Linked DNA regions of Mus musculus: regions 2, 3 and 4 are each linked to region 1. Evidence: chromatin contacts called from public HiChIP or PLAC-seq and promoter capture Hi-C data. All regions are on one chromosome and are shown on one strand. The core of a region is the stretch at or near the end of the contact, and the rest is flanking DNA. Distances in the headings are between cores, read along the strand shown. Region 1 holds the start of Slc6a13 (solute carrier family 6 (neurotransmitter transporter, GABA), member 13). Region 2 holds the start of Phc1 (polyhomeotic 1). Region 3 holds the start of M6pr (mannose-6-phosphate receptor, cation dependent). Region 4 holds the start of Apobec1 (apolipoprotein B mRNA editing enzyme, catalytic polypeptide 1).

Evidence for each region. Promoter capture Hi-C pulls out the DNA fragments that hold promoters and counts their contacts. HiChIP or PLAC-seq counts read pairs in DNA pulled down with a chosen protein or histone mark.
Region 2: a promoter capture Hi-C map of liver shows a contact between it and region 1, with 2.2 times the contacts expected there. The contact joins the promoter of Phc1 here to the promoter of Slc6a13 in region 1. A contact is called at or near these places in 5 of 39 promoter capture datasets (cranial neural crest, frontonasal cranial neural crest, hippocampal neurons and 2 more).
Region 3: an H3K4me3 HiChIP or PLAC-seq map of stem cell-derived neural progenitor cells shows a contact between it and region 1, with 5 times the contacts expected there. The contact joins the promoter of M6pr here to the promoter of Slc6a13 in region 1. A contact is called at or near these places in 14 of 39 promoter capture datasets (the 3T3-L1 cell line, 3T3-L1-derived adipocytes, the SN4741 cell line and 8 more), 1 of 484 Hi-C or Micro-C datasets (embryonic stem cells) and 3 of 115 datasets of contacts at active chromatin or transcription factors (embryonic stem cells, pro-B cells and stem cell-derived neural progenitor cells).
Region 4: a promoter capture Hi-C map of hippocampal neurons shows a contact between it and region 1, with 3 times the contacts expected there. The contact joins the promoter of Apobec1 here to the promoter of Slc6a13 in region 1. A contact is called at or near these places in 2 of 39 promoter capture datasets (hippocampal neurons and liver).

The regions. Positions count from the first base shown.
Region 1 is chr6:121,298,996-121,301,695 of GRCm38.p6, reverse strand. It overlaps Slc6a13 (solute carrier family 6 (neurotransmitter transporter, GABA), member 13), which reads right to left and starts at 1,408. Exons shown (of 15, transcript NM_144512.3): 1 at 1,367-1,408.
Region 2 is chr6:122,338,238-122,341,253 of GRCm38.p6, reverse strand. Phc1 (polyhomeotic 1) reads left to right here and starts at 1,597. Exons shown (of 16, transcript NM_001355215.1): 1 at 1,597-1,656; 2 at 2,774-2,782. The coding sequence starts at 2,779.
Region 3 is chr6:122,307,411-122,310,110 of GRCm38.p6, reverse strand. M6pr (mannose-6-phosphate receptor, cation dependent) reads right to left here and starts at 1,391. Exons shown (of 7, transcript NM_010749.7): 1 at 945-1,391.
Region 4 is chr6:122,601,187-122,603,910 of GRCm38.p6, reverse strand. It overlaps Apobec1 (apolipoprotein B mRNA editing enzyme, catalytic polypeptide 1), which reads left to right and starts at 1,467. Exons shown (of 8, transcript NM_001134391.1): 1 at 1,467-1,654.

The DNA of each region.
Region 1 (2,700 bases), core at 159-2,658:
AAGGAAGCCCTACCTTAGAAACACCCTATCCTAGACTGAGACTGAGACTGAGAATAAATTCGGATGTGTTTTAAACTTAATGAGCAGCTACCCTGGACTAAGCATTGCACACATGGTCATTTAATTCCTACACCAACCCTGTCATTGTTGAGAAAATGATGGTACATAAAATACCTGCAGCCGCTGCTCTGTTAAGTCAAGTCACTGTTGCCACCTAGGTAGTCAATCGTATGGAGACTTGAAGTCACTCTGCACTTACTGCTCTTTTGGTTCTACCAATGAGCTCTTGTTCGCTGCCTTGGTTTATCAACACACTTAATGTTAGTGACTCCTTCCTCGCTTTGTGCAATGGCTCCTCTTGTTTAGGTCTTTGTTTTAGTTTTTGTGTTTGTTTGTTTGTTTGTTTGTTTGTTTGTTTTGAGACAAGGTCTAATGGCCCAGCTTCTCCAAGGACTTGATCTATAACATAAACTTAAGGTGATTCCTGGGTGCTCAGACTGTGTAACTCAGGCCCTGTGGTTGATTTAGAGTGGCCTCTTTGTAGAGAACTAAGCAGGTGGGCTTTCTCCGAACCCCCAAACAAGTTCAGAGTATGGAACCTTCTCACCAGAAACCTCTCCAAGCCAGAGACTTCCCTTAGGTTCTATCTGCAACCCTAGGGACCAGAAAAGTCAGCCCAAAGGGCCAGGAATAGAAGACATCTCTGATTATTTGACAAGCTGGGGAGTGGGATCCAAATTCGCTGTGGACAAGAAGGTGAAAGTCAAGGTGTTGTTTCTCACCTGACTGACCTGATCTTCTCGGCCTCATGCTGATCCTGGCCTCGCTTCCTAACCATCACAGGGATGCCTTCCTGTGAGGCAAAGCCATCCCACTTGGCCTCATCCCCCTTCCAGCAACCAAGCAGTAACCTTCTGCCTCTTAGCCCCGTGCTTCTCAGGAGCAGTGGAGAAAGCACGGGTTCAGGCATGCCGGGTTCAGACCACAGCCGTCCCTAGCACCCTGCCTGACCCCTGAGGTTAATGAGTAACGCAGCCTTAGTTTGCTGGTCTGTGACAGTGGGAACATTGGCGTAGACTCAGCTGTGAGGCTTGAGTGGAGAGATGAATTCTATATTCACCCTGAAACTCAATCATTCTCCTCTCCAACTAGAATTCTCGACCCCTCCTCTGTCACCCTTAAGTCATGAGCCACCCCTTTCAGAATGTCAAGAGAATAGCAGAAAATGCTTGCACCTGCACACCCAGGAGCGAACCAAGAACACCATCCAGAGGACATCATGGTTGTAAATCCATGGATCCCACCAACCTACATTCTGAGGCCCAGAAACAGGAAAAAGAGAGAAAGAGCAGAGAATATTCCGAACCTTGGTGAAGTTTCTGCCTGAGGTCTTGTCGGAGAATTCTCCAGGGGGCCAGGGAAGGGGCTGGCTATTTAAAGCGTGGCTGGAGACCGCCCTGTGGTGCATGTAATCCTAAACTTGACCCGGCCCACATTCCGCCTCCTGCCTTCCCCCTCCCACGTTCTCCCCTCCCCCTCGGCCACCAGACAATCCGCACATGAGTGATTCCCTGGCCTGGGGACTCTGTCCGCCCTGGCAGTTCAGCCGGTTGCTTGTGATTCTACTACAGCATGTGTCTTGCCACAGCTTGTCTGCCCTTCCCCCTGACTCTGGGATCTCCATAAAGAGATCAGCCAGTTGCCCTGTCTTCCCACAACTCAAGGACTCCTGGGAAGCAGTCAGTAGTAGGTGCTTATTTGGTGAGGTGCTATTAGGATTAATTTAAAAGTATACCAACCTTATCGGGTTCCAAATGGCATTCTAGAAGGGACAATGATTTAGGAAAACAACAATAACCACACATTAGATTACTGAACTGTGAGAAGTCAGTAAAATATCCAACATGCACACAGACACACGCACGTATGTGCACACACAATGTTGAAACGTCTGGAAAAGGTTTCTGAGTTAATAGTGGTTGCACTCAGAACAGAGCTGGGTTAGGAAACGGTAGTTAAGGAGATTTTTCTCTTCCTTTTGAAGCTCCAGTATTGTTTGAATTCTTTGACAATGTTCGAGAACTTTTTTTTTAGCTGCAATCAATGAAATGCCAAGGTTTAAAGCAAAGTCATCAGGGAAGATTTGGCAATGGGAGGCAGACAGCTAGTCACAGGACTTTCTTTCCAGGCAGGGATGACCCTCGGAGGTGGCCGGCTGTTCCTTCAGCTGTGAGTCCCAAGACTAGAGCGCAGTCTTGGGTTCACCACCTGCTGCGAGGCAGTGCAGGGGGACACTGTGTAAGCTTTGGTGCCAGGCAGCACAGGGGCCAAGCACCACATCTGTCACTCGGGAGCTTGGAGTTTTGAGCAGAGCACACAGCTTCTGGAAACTCTCATTCTTGCAGCTATAAGATGAAGACAGTGTTGCGCACCTTGGAAAGTTGCAGGAGATTTCAGGAGAGAGTGGATCTGATAATGTAGCCAGTTCATGAATAGCTACTGATGCTGTTTAAGAATTATTCAGAATGAGCTTCTTGGAGACTTTTTTTTTAATAAAAAAGATTGTATCTTCTACTTTTATTTATGTGTATACGTCTGTGTATGTGTATATCTATGTGGGTGCCCTTGGAGGGCAGGAGAGGGTGTCAGATCCCCTGAGGCTGGACTTCCAAGCAGATGTGGGCCCACGTAGTGAGAGTG
Region 2 (3,016 bases), core at 348-2,847, 1.0 Mb before region 1:
AGCCAACACCTATCATCCTTGGCTCGGCAGCAAACCCTTTCACCTCTCCACACCCATGTTCCTGCCTCTCCAGTCCTTTGGCTGCCCTTTGGGATTTGCATACCCGTTTAACAGGTTCCTAGAAGCCTCCTAAAGATCTTACTTTACGGAGATCTGGCTATACCAATTAAGAGAGGGAGTTGAAACAAACACAAATGCATCAATTTATAATGAGAATGCCTCTCCCCCCCCCCCCCCCCTTAAATACAAATTAATTACACCTGGGTTTTCAATCTAGAGTGGGCTCAAGAAAACAACTAATTATGGCTGAGGTTAGCAAAAGATACAAATCCCAGCTATTATCACAAGGTAACACCCTACGGCAGGTAAAAGGTTAAGGAGAGCAGCTGTCTTTGCTAACAATGCTCTGGTTTAAAAAAAAAAAAAGCTTCCAAGAGTGGCCAGCACACAGTAGGTGTTCTAAGAGCTCTGAGAGACTGAGAATAATTAAATCCTGTTAAATTTGTGTTGCAAATAAAACGGGCCTCCCCCACCATATGCTCAGCCTTCCCAAAGGCAGCACCATTGTTCATCTCTTTACACCCCGCCTTTTCCATTGTTTTGGGCGTTGTGATTCTTTCACGTGTGCGTGTGACTTAAAGAGATTCCGAAGCACACAATCAACCCTGACGTCACAGACTTAAGTATTATTCAAAGCAAGTTGCTTCAGGTTCCTGCTTTTTAATGAACTGCTGCTTCTAACGGGTTCAGTTTCTGTGCGGCGTTGTTTCCCGCCTTCTTGGAGTTGGGGCGAGGGATTAAACACTCAGCATTCTCTCGCCGTTCCCTCTATCTCAAAGTTTTTCTTTTCTCCTCTTCCCTTCCCTTTGCTCTATTTCCTTTCACAGGCCGTCGTTTCTCAAGGGTCTTTGCTCCGCTTCCTCCCTCTGTGCCTGCTGGTCCCTTTGATCCTTTCTTTCGAGCCCCTATTCCCAGAAGCTGCAGAAAATACCTTCTTTTTTTCCCCCCCTTTCACGTCACTTCCCTCCCCTCTCCCCATCTCCCTCTCTTCTCCGAGGTGAGTCCCCCTCTAGAGGCCAGCGCTTTCTTAGACGTCTGCTTTCAGACGGCGAGCGGAATTCGAAGAGAGAGAAGGGGGGAAGAAAGGAGGAGAAAGAGAGCCAGAGCCAGGGGGAGAAAAGAAAAAGAAAAACAAACAAAAAAAACCCCACTCGGGCCTAGAGCGCGGAGGCCGGGGAGCAGCGTCGCCATGGCAACGGGCGCCGACAGGAAGCGAGGGACGCGCGCGAGGGCGGGCGCGGGGAGGGGGCGGGCCGGAGGAGGGGTCGGCTGCCCCGGAAGCACCTCCCCGCAGCCCCCTCCCCGCCGGCCCGCGGCCCCCCGGCCTCGGCCCCCCACCCTCGCGGCGGGGCAGGAAGTGACAGGCCCGCGCGAGCCCCCGGCCTGGCGGAGCCGCGGCGCGGCCAGCACCCGGACGGCGGGAGGGGCGGGGAGCGGCGGCCGCGCCGGGCACCTCCCACCGCGCCTGGGCCCCCGCCCCTCCAGGAAGGGGAGGAGGCGGCGCGCCGCCGCCGAGGCCGAGCGACCCCCCCCCCCTCCCCCGCCCCTGAGGTGGACGCCCCCCGCGAGGACTCGGGTGCGGAGCCGGGCGCGAAGGTAACCGGGCGGCCGCGGGCCGGGGAGGGGCCGCATCCCGGGGTCTCGGCGGCGCGGGGATGTTTCCTCAGCCACCTCGGCGTGTGCAACGCCCAGGTACCTCCCCCAGCCGCGCTCCTGCCTCCCGCTCTGCTGCGCTTTGCGGTGCTTGGGTGCTGCGCGTCCCGGTCTTCGTGCTTTGCGCTCGCTGTGCTCGGTGCTGTCTGTCCGTCACCTCGTTGCCTCTGACCGCTTCTCATTCATTTCTCCCTTCCCCGACTTTGGTCCTTCCATCCGAGCATGCTGTCTGGTTATCTCCCTGCTTCTCGCGCTCCGCCGGGCTCCCCGATCTCCCAGTTCCTCGACTTCTGTGCCTCCCCTGCTTGGCTCCCTACTATTAGAATATACATTTCCCTGCTTACCAAGTCCGCTCGCTTCGGGCACAGCACTGTATCCACCCCTTTCTCCTGGTGTGTTTGATTTCTCTTTGGAAATGCATTTTTTTTTTTTTAATCACGCTTCTGTGAAGAACAAGAACCCCTGGGAGTCTTTCCGAGGCGCCCCTCAACCCTTGCTTCTCACTCCATTCTTACTGCAACAGAGTTTTATACTCAAGGGTATTGACTTCTTCCAACACCTGACCCAATAGGCCCAGTAGTATGTCTACCTCAATATTAATTTCTAGTTCCTTCCCATCGGTGTGCGTCTTCCCCAGTTGAGTCCTTAAACACACCCACACCCAAAAGGTGGGAACGTTTAGGGTGGCCTTTGACTCTTAGTTTTAATTTTTGATTGAGTTTGCCACCTAAACGGTGTGCTCTCTTCACTTTCTATACTGAATCTGGAACTCACAACATTCATTGAAAAATGAGGATTTTAAGATAGATTTGTGTGCCTGCGAGGTTTTTGATGGCAGTTTCCCTGGTGAAAAGACTTTAAAATTGGCCCTCTCTGTTTCATTATCTGGGGGAAATGAGGGGGTCATCGAATTGATGAACGTGTTTTATATAAGGCTCTATTGCAAGTAACAGGGTCTTACGTCTCTGAGTGCAGTGAGATAACTCCAGTAATCTGTACAACTGTGCCATGCTGCCTCTAATCCTTACCCACTTTTTTTCCTTCACATGCTGATATTGAGGATTCATGGGTCTGTATCTGTTTAGTGCTTTGATATTTTGGCAAAAGATGTGGGGAGAAAGGTAGACTGAAGTTGATAGAATACCCTCTCTGTACCTCTTTCATTTTATCCGTGTGTGGAGTGGCATTTGTTCGGTCCCAGAGTTAAGTGATGTAGAGATGCTGGGAAGAGAATCCAGAGAAAACTCCACTTCAGGGGCCAAGGTTGAGACTTTTGACTTTTGTTTACTTGTTTGGGATTAAT
Region 3 (2,700 bases), core at 142-2,641, 1.0 Mb before region 1:
GAGTTACTTGTCCTAGGCTACACAAATATTAAATCAACCTGGATGACTTAATGCCATGAAGGCATTTGTGGTCAAACTTCTGATAAATACAGGCCCAAATAGAGAGCAGGATAAAACTGAAAGCTGGGCAGTTCCTATTTAGCATGGTCCAAAGAGATCCCCAGAGTGCAAGCACTTATAACTCTCAGACGCTGTAAAACAGGATCTTAGGCTCTTGAGAATTCCCCTTTCTTATTCTATAGAGACAGATCTAGTGGCAATGCTGAAACATTCTCTATAGGACGCCGAGTGACTAAGTTAGGGGTTGGGAAACTGCTGACCTCATTCAGCCCTGCACGCATTTTTCCACTCATGGCCGTTTTCCATTTTCTAATGGAGGGCTTTATTTTCTTCCTCCTGGTTCATTGCAGCCAACACGTTTAAGATCAGTCTCAACTGGCAGAAAGGCCCAATGTTTAAAGTGCCCCAAGGAGGTAGTTCTGTGCTTCAAAGTCTCCACAGAAACACAAGACACTCTTGTCACTCTTTTCCACACCATGCTAACAGACCTTCCTCGAACTTCTTCCAGGAGTCTGGAAATTCTCGCCTTCTATCTACTCAAAGTCATACCTTACCCCCAAATGACGCCATGACGCCACTTTACTCCCACGATACAGGTCAAAATTCTCTCTACAAGAATCCAGTTAACACTTCACACATGAGCACTTTCCTTTTCCAACCTTCAAAACATCTCAAATCCCTCTCTGATCTTGGAACTCCTCTTCCTCACTCCTAGAAGTCTGGCGTTCTCCGTTCTCATGCCTTTTGCCTCAAGTCCTCCCTAGGGCTCCCTAGCAGGATCTCCAGCCAGAACCACGGCCAAGCGAGAGTCCTGGTCCGCACCTCCTTCAGTACAGAGGTGTGCGAGGACCCCAGCCCGCTTCCTCCACGCCCCCAACACTCACGTGTCACGGGAAAACAGAGCAACCGCGGCTCAGAAGCCCCCAAGAATGTGTCTCTGAGGTTGGAAGACGCGTCCGGAGATCAGGGGTGCGGGGGCGCAGACCCCAGTCCCTCGATTCCTCTCTGAAGCCAGCGCTTCCCTAGGCGCCTCAATGCGCCCCGCTCCAGAAGCCGGAAACAGGAAGCAGCGAGAGCCTGCTGAGCAACTGCTCCTCCCACTAGACTCCGCGGCGTGTGACCGCAGAACCTTGGTTCCCTGGTCTCTCTTTTGGACGCTGATTGGTCAGCAGCCTAGTTCGCTGTTCCCCGGTCCCATCAACTCCAATCACTCGGAGATTGTCAAGATCAGTTTCTTCTTTTCGGGTCGCCTTTCTACCAATGAGGTTCGAGCTCCGCCTCCAGGGACTCTGGGCGGGCGCTCCTCATCCACGCGGGGTCATGCGCCAGGTGTCCCAATAGGTCTGAAGACAGTACGTGAGGGCGATCTGTGGAACTACAAAGAGTGTCGCTCCTTGGGCTTGCTGGGAGTTGTAGTTCCCTCGCCCGAAGCTCTCTGGGAGTTGTAGTTTCTAGGACTCTTCTGCTACCTTGGTGGCCTCTGTGAGGCGCTGTTTAGCCATCAGTCGGCTGGGCTCGCTTCTGGTTTGCAGTTGACTCTGCTACCCAGACAGTGGAATGTTATAGGTCCTGCCTGTCTTGATTTTCTTTGTTCAGAATTTTCTAATTCTTTCGGGACATAACTATTGTTACTGTTACCTGGGCAATGAATTTTCCTATTGTGGCATCTTGCTAGATAAGCATACTGTCAAAGGCATATATCAAAGGCGCCTGCCCTATGTGTGCCGGCCCTCTAGCCTGTACTTCAGTTTGGGGGGACCCGTGTCTTTGTGCCTTTGGTAAGGTCATTTGAAGACTCCTTGGATTTATTATCCACTTCTCAAGCCCTAGTTGTTCTTAGAGCTTGGTTTGAAACAATTGCGGCTTCCTGGATTCGCTCTCCAGGTTACTCATTTCTTCCTCTGAAGTTTCTTTTGGCTTTAGCTGCTCATGCCCCTTTTACTCTCACGTGCTTTTGCATGCACCTCCCTCACTCTGCTTAGATAGGGATTCATGTCAGAGGTAGAACTGTGCTTAAACTGCTAACACCGTAGTGTCCTATACTTTTTAAAAAAGTTAACTTAAAAGTTTTAATACATTTTAATTAAAGTATAATTACTTCCCCTTCTTCTGACTTTTTCCTTCTTCCATTTCTTTCGAAGGCCCCTTCACCCAGCTCTCCCCATGTCCCCCACTCAGACTGATGGTCTCATCTTCTTTAATTGTTATAGTTACAAATATTTGCATAGATACACTACAACCTGCTGAATCTGTTTATGTTTGTATGTACATGATTTCAAGGATGATCACTTTGTATGGCATAGCCTCACTTCTCTGTTAGCATATTGATATCGCCATTGTTTAGATCTTGTTTTTGCCACCATTTCTATGAGACTGTTTCACACCAGACATCCTGGTATTGCAGCTCTTACGGTTTTTCCAGCCCCCCTCTTTTTTTATGTGTCCTGAGTCATAGATGCAGGAGCTGTGATGTAGAGGTAGCCACTGTGGCTAGGCCCCTCACCACCTGCTGATCTCTGCACCGTGTCCTGTCATGGTTTTCTGTGATGGTCTGTAGTGAGAATTTTGGAATTTTGGCTTCTTTAACACAGAAAACAATTTTAAGAACATATTTCCATTTTGATCCCAGGTGTGGGATTT
Region 4 (2,724 bases), core at 218-2,717, 1.3 Mb before region 1:
CAGCACTTGGGAGACAGAGGTAGGTGGAACTCTGAGTTGAGGCTAGCGTGGTCTATATAGAGAGTTATAGACAGCCAGAGCCACATAAAGAAATCTTGTCTCAAAAAGTAGGAGAAAAGAAGAAGAAAAGAAAAGAAAAGAAGAGGAGAGAAAAATAGTAAAAACCTTGTTGAAAGGATATTGGTGGGGTGGCCCACACCTTTAATCCCAGCACTCAGGAGGCAGAGGCAGGTGGAACTCTGAGTTGAGGCTAGCGTGGTCTATATAGAGAGTTATAGACAGCCAGAGCCACATAAAGAAATCTTGTCTCAAAAAGTAGGAGAAAAAAAGAAGAAAAGAAGAGAAAAATAGTAAAAACCTTGTTGAAAGGATATTGGTGTGGTGGCCCACACCTTTAATCCCAGCACTCAGGAGGCAGAGGCAGGTGGATTTCTGAGTTTGAGCCAGCCTGGTCTATAGAGTGAGTTCCAGGACAGCCAGGGCTACAGAGAAACCCTGTCTGGCGGGGTGGGGGGGGAGAAAGAAAGAAAAAAAGAAAGGAAGGAAGGAAGGAAGGAAGAAAAAAAGAAAGGAAGGAAGGAAGGAAGGAAGAAAGAAAGAAAGAAAGAAAGAAAGAAAGAAAGAAAGAAAGAAAGAAAGAAAGAAAGAAAGAAAGAAAGAGAAGGGACCAGACTGAAGCCATTTTGAATAAAACTTTCATTTTGAACAGAGGTCAAATAAGTTTAAGTTCCCAAGACCTCAGTGTTGAACTGACATCCTGTCTGGCAAGTTGAGACATGATTGCTAGGCAAGTCTCCCACCACAGTCGAATAAACCAAACAGTAGGAACAGGATGAATGTACCACAAAGACAAGTTCCTAGGGAAGACTTCTATCCCTAGATCCTAATTTGTGGGATAACTTGGCAGACTTATTTATTTATTTATTTTTAGATTTTTACACCCTAACATTTGGATACCAAACGCTAACCTACTTGAGCCCTTAAGCTGAATTAGCAGCACCTCGGACTGTTTTTCAGTCATCTGGACTCCCGGAGGTGAGCCTGTATTCTGCTTTCTGGTGGAGCCTCTCTAGGACCCAAGAAAGGAGAAAGTGGACGCAGCACTGCTCCGAGGGTCAGAGGAGGACAGGAGACGGCCCGCTTTTCACTGGTTTCCACTGAGGGAACATTTGCTTCTGGTTCTGGGCATGCTGGATTGCCCATGTCTGTCAGTCTGTGTCTGTGGTTTCATTTAGTTTGAATGTTGCTCTGTGTTTTATATCTGGAAAAACGGGCCAAAGTTCATCTGCTGGTTGTTCACCTCTTAGTATTTACCCATCTCAAGGATTTTCGGGGGGGGGTGTGGGGGGAAGCGGCCGAATCGGGACAACAACAACAATAATAATAACAACAAAAACTGATAAACTGGCACTGTGCCTGCAGCTGAGAGTCCTGCACTGCTGGTAAAGCCCCGCCTCCTGCTCGCCTGATGCAAACCCCTGCCGCCTGATCTAGCTGTTCGAGTTTCTCTAAAAGCGAAACCAGCAGCTCTTAAGCTTTCTGTGGTCAGGAAGCCGGTGCCTACTCCCGCTACAGAACCACGGTGCCCATGAGCGTTGGATTCTGCAGGCAGCAACAGCAAGGCGCTCCTCCCTTGAAATCAGATCAGGAAGAAGTAAGGGAAGTTTTGTCTGTTTTTGAATGTATAAATGTATGTGGCCAGTGCGTGTTTGCTTCTGACTGTTCTGTGTTCTGTATGTATTGGTTATAGATCATTGGCTCATAAGTCGTTGGATATGGTTAAAAATTTTTAGTATCTGTACCAAAAAGTTAACTTAAAACCAGTAACTCAGGGTTGGAGCCATTGTCCAACACATGGGATGGACCAGCCAAGGAAACGGGTCTCCAAAGATACTTTTAAATTGGAATAAGATTTTTATATAATTTCTGATCTGTCTTAAAAACCAAGTTTATAGAAAAAACTAGGAGGTATTTAAGCTGTATCTCCATGCGTTCTTATACAAGAACTTTTCTTGCTGTCAACTAAACTTTGTAACATAAAAATAACCCACTTATAATAACTTATAATAACTAACCCCTTTATAATAAAACACTAAGTTGCTTATACTGTTAAAATTTGGTTTTGTCTTCTAAGAATTACGGTTTGTGCTCCATGTCTTCATTCTTTAAAAAGGTACTTTGTTTTTCAAAAAACACACAATTGAGAGATTTTAAACTACTTTAACGAAAATTTTGGAATTTTACAAAAAATCAAAACTGGACATTTTAAAAACAGCTTTTAAAAAATGTTTTCATTTATAAATCTATGAAACATTTTAAATTTTATCAGATATTTTATTGTAATGTCTTTATTAGTATGTTATCTTTATTAATGCATAAATAAAAGACTAAAAATTAGGGTCACAGCTTAACACCAGAGACTGAAAAATTCCTGTCTTATGAGGCAATAAAACAATGACCATAGTCAGTCTGGTGAAGAACTCGGATACTAAAGTATTATAGCATTAAAAAAAAATTGAGAATCACTGGCTTAAAATTATGTTTCAAGATATAACTTAAAACAAATAGGGCTGGAGAGATGGCTCATCGGTTAAGATCACTGACTGCTCTTCCAGAGGTCCTGAGTTCAGTTCCCAGCAACCACATGGTGGTGGCTCACAACCATCTGTAATGGGATCTGATGTCCTCTTCTGGTGTGTCCGAAGACAGCGACAGTGTACTCAT